Regions from separate parts of the Rattus norvegicus genome. Here region 1 is linked to region 2. Evidence: chromatin contacts called from public Hi-C data. All regions are on one chromosome and are shown on one strand. The core of a region is the stretch at or near the end of the contact, and the rest is flanking DNA. Distances in the headings are between cores, read along the strand shown. Region 1 has its middle 55 kb from the start of Trnak-cuu5. Region 2 has its middle 150 kb from the start of Trnak-cuu5.

What was found. Hi-C and Micro-C count contacts between places; a contact is called where the count stands out from the background.
Region 1: a contact with region 2 is called in a Hi-C map of Schwann cells, with 2.8 times the contacts expected there. The contact joins two enhancer-like sites. A contact is called at or near these places in 2 of 12 Hi-C or Micro-C datasets (Schwann cells and liver).

Annotation. Positions count from the first base shown.
Region 1 is chr2:138,846,872-138,850,535 of GRCr8, reverse strand. No RefSeq gene overlaps it. Among named protein-coding and RNA genes, the nearest start is that of Trnak-cuu5, 55 kb to the left of the region's middle. Within about 2 kb of position 1,400, at least 20 of the 93 cell types and tissues checked have an H3K27ac peak or open chromatin away from gene starts, as enhancers often do. A contact at or near this core is called in Schwann cells, where this site is marked.
Region 2 is chr2:138,753,014-138,756,794 of GRCr8, reverse strand. No RefSeq gene overlaps it. Among named protein-coding and RNA genes, the nearest start is that of Trnak-cuu5, 150 kb to the left of the region's middle. Within about 2 kb of position 1,329, at least 2 of the 93 cell types and tissues checked have an H3K27ac peak or open chromatin away from gene starts, as enhancers often do. A contact at or near this core is called in Schwann cells, where this site is marked.

The DNA.
Region 1 (3,664 bases), core at 151-2,650, 94 kb before region 2:
AGGCTGAAGGAGAGAATCAACTCTGCAAAGTTGTCCTCAGACCCCCCTAGGCGCACCTCAGCTTATACATACCCTCAAACCCACAGGTTACACACACATAAATAACTTTTAAAAAGGAACCTGTATGTTAAAAAAAAAAAAACCACTAAGTGTGCTTTATGTATGTCAGCTTTCTGAGGGTCCTTCCTCAGTAAAGAATGATTAACCGTTAAGACCTTCAGCCTTTTAAAACAAGCAATAGGGCCAGCACGATGTCCCAGTGGGTGAAAGCAATTGTCACATAAGCCTTACAACTTGGGTTCAATCCTTAGGTAAAAAGGTAGAGGGAGAAAAGCAATTCCTAAAAGTTGTTCTTTTACATCCACATATGTTCCATAGCATGCATGTACCTTCAGTCAAACACATGTACACATACACATACACACACACACACACACACACACACACACACACACATGCACGCAAGCACGCACCCACACAATATTTTAAATTGAAAGATAAGGAGATAGGTGAGCATTGTATATTAATAAACTTACTTGGCAAGATCGGTCAATCTATAATCCCATCTTCCAATAGTGATTTTTTTCAACATTCTCTCTGAAATTAGTGTTTAGAACGTATGACATGTACAGGCAATATGATTTCTTTCAAATTTTGAGGCTTTGGATGATGTAACTTTTTATTAACTCAACACTGACGGTTCACAAGAAAAGCTGATGTTCTAGACGGATTGTGTGCTGGCATCAATCCAGATTCTTCTTCTGGGTCCATTCACTGAACTCCCAGTGTGTTCGTGTGGTGGTATATTGGACTTAACCTAATACTTTCTCAAATGAAAAACAGAAGCCTTATCACGTGAACCAGACCATATGGTGGCGAGGTTAGGGTTCAGTTGAACGCTATCTGACTTAGAAGCCTCCTCAACTGTCCCTGGCAATGGCACGCTCACATCGCCAGACCTAAAAGGTCCTCCATCTTCATGCAGCCTCAAAGTCTGAAGGGAAGACTGAGGCGCCGGAAGGCAAGGGGACTCTCCAAGAGTTTACTGAGTGCCTGGTGATGGAGTCGGTCACCCGGCTCTCAGCTCTCAGGTCTGATCCTACGACCTTCCACCTCTGGATCAAACCAGCTTGGCACCCAACCGCCAGCCACAGATGAGGAGACAGCCACCTGAGTACCGCCCACACCCTCGCGGAGAACAACAGACACCTCTTTGCCACTTGCCAGTTCTGGATGTGACTCCCAGGCTGCTGACAAGGCTCACCCGACTCAGGGCCGCTGAGGAACAGGCTGAGAACTAAACTGTTCTTTGGCCCTTGCCACCATGCCTGTTCAGGCCATGCCCCGAGGGAAGCAGGCTCTGAGGACAAAGGGACATTGTGCCTGAGAGGAGGAGGGAGGGACGGAGGGGGTGGGAGAAGAAAAGACAACAGACACCGGCATATTTCTTCCTCTCCTCTGCCTGCTTCATCCAGCTGTCTCCCGGCAAATCACAGGACCTGCTTGAAGAGGCTGGAGGCCTACCATGGATGACAGGAGACCCAAGCTGATTGATGGAGTTATTAGATTCCCCCAAAGGAGGAGAGCTTCATTTCCCTTGCATTGTGTCACTTGATACAATGCCCCTGAGTGTATAGACACTGTCTTATGACATTTCCTTTTAATTCCCCTCAAATGAGGACATTTAAAGAGAGCCCAATAACATTTTTCTGAAAGGAGCCTCCACCCTTCTTTCTCAGAGGAGGAGCAGATTCGTTTGTCTCCAAGGAGGCCTCCAAAGAAGCAGCCGGGGAAGCAGAGGCTGGCTTAATAGCATCTTCTCTCTGTGGAATTGGGGCTTCATTTTACACTGTGGCTTTATTCTCTGGCCCTTTGACACAGCCAGCTGCCTTCACATTCCAGCTCAGAAACAAGCTGGCTTCAGGCTGTAACAGGCACGAGGTTCCAAAGCCCTTTCCCTGGGTGATTCAAGTAAGCCTGTGAGAGTCTGTGTGCCTAGAACTGTGGGGCCATAGACCTTTGTTCTCACTGAGACTTACACTCGGGTAGAAAGAGCTTCGTGCACTAACATGATGTCTTCTGAAGTCGCCTGCCTAACATGGGCCCACATAATTGATTTCGCAGCAGAATGTTTGGTTCCTATCTCACTTGAGTTCATCCTGTTATCAGCACATCAGACGTGAGGAAATGACATCAGACGCCCAAAGCTCTGCTCCGAAGCTGAAGGTGCACACCAAAACCTCGTACGCAGGGCTCACTCGGGGCAGGAAACCTCTCTCTTAGACCATCTGTTAAGCTATTTAAAAAGTAAATAGCATGGGCCAGGTTTCTTCAGTGGGATTTTGAAGTCGACCGTTCAAAAGGTGAAAGGGGGCCTTTTGTGGATTCCGCACTTAGCCCAGAAGGTTACAAAAAGAGTGGATATGAGTTCTCCCTGAGTGCCTTGTGACTTAATTCTTGGACAAAGCACAGATATCAGGGGGAAATGTTCTGTGGAGCAGGCTTCCTCGTGGTCAGTGAAGCAAAGCCGCTTAACACTTGTCACCAGGGTTCTTTGCTGAGTGTTCTGGGCCTCGAGTCTGTTTGCTGGCTACTTTTCTACTCCTATATAAGAGTGCTTCGAGAGCAGCGTCCCTGGGGACCATTCTCAGTGACTGGCAGCTCTGGGAACACTCCATGTGGAGCTGAACAGCAGGCAGAATCACTTTACTTTTAAGACAAAGGACATCAGTTTCCTGTAGTTTTCTTTGCCATCTCTGTCCCTCTTTCCTTTCCAGCTGACTTTCCCTCCCCTCCCCTTCCTCCTTCCCCCATGGCACAAAATAAAATGCTCAGAAAATGAAAGGCACAGCTGCCCCTTCTTCCCATTAAAACAATCAAGAATGATGGCGAATTTAATATATTTGATTAGAGAAACTCCAATTTGGTGCACTTGAATCAGCTGCCTTTGTCTTCAGCTCCTGATGGCCCTGTTTCAGTGGAATGTCCTCACTGGCCACTGCCAGCTCCCTCAGGCTCGGAGAACATTCCACATTTGCCTGGCATGCTCAGAAACAGGGCAGCTATGCTGCGGGAAATGCCAGGCCCACTCTGTCCTAATCAGAGGGAGCGCCACTTCATTAGATCATGGTCACTTGCTGGTGACCCTCAGAGGTGTAGCCTGAGGACAAAGGACGTTATGGTCCTCCTAAGCAATGTTGACTTTTCACGGTTATTTATTACTTCCCTCAGTTGGTACTTACCAATGCGATCCAGGCCTGACTCCTACACAAACAACCCCCATAGACTCCCGTGTTCAAGTTGCACAGATGAATTTTGGAGAAAGTAATCACATTTAAATATGGAGTCCCTTCCATTAAAAATAAATAGAAACTCAGGGGAAAATAGAAAAAGTGTCCTCACCCCCCGCCCCCCGTGTCATTAAGAGAGCTTGCAATCGTGTCTAAGTAGCACCCACTTTGCAGAAACCTTGAAAGGTGTTTCAGGGGAGCCAGGGAGTACAGACTTAGACAATGTCACTTATTCACACTTAAAATACATGGTGATTTAGCGCTATCACTATTTAGTCTAGATAAGTGCTCGATGAACAAGTAAGGACTGAATTAAAGATGAGAGTCTGAACTGTGGCAGAGATATGTGGGCTCTCTTGAATTCATAGGGATTT
Region 2 (3,781 bases), core at 80-2,579:
AACTCATGACCTCTGGAAGAGCAGTTGGGTGCTCTTAACCGCTGAGCCATCTCTCCAGCCCAATGGCAATGTTTTTTAAATAAATACTTTGATTCAACAGGAATTAGTAAGAACTAATTCTAACAATAATTTAATTAATTAAAATTCTTTAGTATGACTATAAGTTATACTATAGGGGTAACTGTAGTACCCCTATTTCTCTTCATTTTTATTTTTGTCAAATAAAAATTAAATTCACTTTTTATGTACAACATGTTTTAAAACAAATACACACTGGGAAGATTTACATTACTCCACATTTTTATCAGTTATTTGCATGGTAGCCCTCATTCTTGTTTTTAAATTTGGAAACGATTGTCCACAACAAAGGATTTGCTGAGCAAACTGTAGCATGCAGATGAGGAAGAATGCTTTCTCAGAACTAAAAAGTAATGTGGCAGAAATAAATGTATGTAAATGGAAAGACATTTACACTTCACTGTTGGGTTAAAAATTACAAAATGGTCTGTCTCATATGGGTTTATTATTGCTCAAAAGGAAAGGAATCATGGGAGAACAAAGCTAAGGACGCACAGTGTTAGAAAACATTACTCTCAGTGAAGAAGTAAAGATAATTATCATTTCTTGCTTCTCAGTATTGCCTACTAATGCTTTTTACATTCTAGAATCAATGTGTCTTAGTTAGGGTCTTATTGCTGTGAACAGACACTATAACCAATGTAAGTTTTATAAAGGACAGCATTTAATTGGGGCTGGCTTACAGGTTGAGAGGTTCAGTTCATTATCATCAAGGTGGGGACATGGCAGCATCCAGGCAGGCATGGTGCAGGAGGAGCTGAGTTCTACATCTTCTCCTGAAGGAAGCCAGGAACAGACTGAGCATCCCCAGGCAGTTAGGAGGAGGGTCTCCAAGTCCACCCCACAGTGACAGACTTCCTCCAACAAGGCCACACCTTCTAATAGTGCCACTCCCTGGGCCAAGCACATCCAAACCATCACAAAATGGGCTTTACCAAAGTTATCTTTTAAAAGAATGTAACTATAACATCGTGTTTTCAAAATAAAGTAGGATTTTGGAAATTAAGCAAAGAGCACCTGATCCTGAGCGAAAGACTAGGCCTGAGATCCAGGACGTAAGCAGAGGACCAAGGCCAAGAGCACAGCTTAGGGCTCTCTCTACTCAGCCATAGAAATCCTGGCCCAGCTATTTAATTTCATTTCCATTTCTTTACCCATAAAATAGCAGTGGGCCAGTGAAATGGCTCATTGACTAATAGCCTGAGTTGGATCCCCAAACCCATGTCACGTTGGAAAGCAACCAACTCCACAAAGTCGTCCTCTGACTTCCACAGATGAGTCATAGCAAGTGTGACCAAACACGCGCCCTGTACTCTCACACGACAATGAGAACAAATGAATAAATGCTGGAATCACAAAAAATTGATCTTACCGTCCTGCTGTGCCGTCAGATAGATACAAAAGCATGAGGTTTCTCACCACCAACTCTAGAATAGGCTAAGCTTTATAAGAATGATCCCTGAGATAAACGGGGGGGGCATGGGGGTGGCTTTCCTATAGCTCCTTCTTAGCGTTGAGTCAGCCCAGCAGACAGATGCCGAGCACTTGGTTCTTTTCAATGACAGTTAGTTCATCATCTTAGTTTCTTTAAAAAAAAGCCAACCCCCTTCCTTCCTCCTTCCATGAAAGCTCTCGGGGAAGTTTTGCTTTATTGCTAATGGCTTTCTTTATAACCGGTTGATCAGCTCAGCTGAGATTAATTGAGCATGAATCTGTAGCATCTGTGCAGGCATTTATCAAGAGGAGGCAGCCCATCAGGCGCGAGCCCACCGGCTCTCATGACTGTGCCTTGGCTCTCATTCCAGCAGGTCGCCGTGCACCTGAGCCTCAAGTAGCCAGCAGGCAAGGCTGTGGAAGACTGGAGAGTAGAGACCTCCTATGCTGCTCTGCCCCCTGCCCAGCAGAAGGTATCCTGCTGCAGCTGATCTTCAGAAAGCCATTATGTTGCACTGACTGCAGTGCCAGGCCAGCATCTTCTGTAACACATTAAAATGCTTTAATTTAATTTAAACCAGATACGGCCTGGATTCTAGCCAGTGATGTTCCATTAATGAAATACCATAGAAAATAAATGTTCTTAAAAGCAGTATCTGGTATGGACTGTCCATGGTATTTTTATAGGCTTTGATATCGGATTCCTGCTTTTAATTTGTTTGCCCTAAGTACAGGTTGCCTTTTGCAGATTAATGAGATGCATGATGTGTGCAAATGCACAGCTGAAATGATGACAACGTTAACAATCACTATATATTTTACATTGTCAGGCAATATTGGAAGCATCTTATAAATTCCACACATTTAATGCTTACAGCTTATTAAGTAGAGATCTCCTTGTTTATTTCTTGTTTTCCAGATAAAGTAGCTGAACACAGCAAACTAGAATTCCACCCTGACATCTTGTCGCACCGCTTCCCCAGTGTGCACGTGTAGACTTCATCTAGACATGTTACCGTTTCCCATCCCTACCCAAATGCAGGAAAGCAGGAAGTCAGCAGCTGCCTAAGATCAGCATTTAAAAGGTTTGCCCTAGGGTCTCTCCAAAGAAGTCACTGAAGTCCAGGGGCCACATCCTTTCCCCTTTCTCTGCTGATTTCTCAGGGCAGAAAGAAAAAAGAAAATTTCTTTACCCAAAGCTTGTATTTCCTTTCCTTCGATGGAAAGGATTCCGTGTGTGTGTGTGTGTGTGTGTGTGTGTGTGTGTGTGTGTGTGTGTGTATCTGGTTTTCTGTCTGTCTTTCTGTAAATGTCTGTCTGTCTGTGTGAATGTGTCTGTTTTCCTGTTTGTGCCTCTGTCTATGTGCATGTGTGTCTCTGTGTATGTCTGTATGACTACTCTCTGAACACTGACAAGTATATATAACATCCTGGATCTTGCACCCAACAGTGCTGGCTAATGTTATGTCATGATTGCTAGGCCATTGCTACTCAGTTACCTTGTCAAACAAGACTGCAACATTTGGGATGACCCTTCCGTTGGGATTGGTTTACTCCGAGTAGAAGAGATGGCCCTCCTCTTGCTGGCAAACTTCACAAGGCAGTTGAAACCTTAAAGAGGGCAAAGATTGTTGAATAGAGGGAATTCTCCAGCACTGGGCCCTCCATCCTGCCCTACAATGTCTGCTCTGCCTGGGCATTCATCCTGCCAGCCTGGCCTGTGTGATTTGGACTTGCAGGCCTCCACAATCCTGTAAACCACTTCCTCAAAGAGCAAAACTTTTCACAGATTGCTACCTCCTGTGTGTTCTATCTCCTGGTGACCTCTGAGAGCACCTTCTACCACCAGACAGACCTGGGCCTAGGAGGCCTCCATGAGCCATTGCTGGGGGTGAGACAGCTTTGAAAAGAGGGCGAGACTACGTGAGTCAGAGCACCCCACAAAGGTAAAGCTTAAGTGGTGGTCGCTCCATAAAATGTCCCTTGTGCAGATCCAAGAAAAGCACTGTCCAGTCAGATGTCCAAGAATGAAAAAAAGGGAAGGAAGGCAGAACTCTCTTCCTTCCCAATATTTAAAGGGACAGGCTATGAAGCATGAGGCCCTGTGCATGGAAGAAAGCAAGGCTGTGACCTCCATCCTGCCCTGGCCTTTTAAACTCTGTATTGCCAAACTCAAAGAGAAGAATTTTTGTTCAATACCAAACACATTAACAACAACAACAAAAAAAAGCTGAGAGGAAAAACAGCAATGACCAAAGGAAATCCTTTG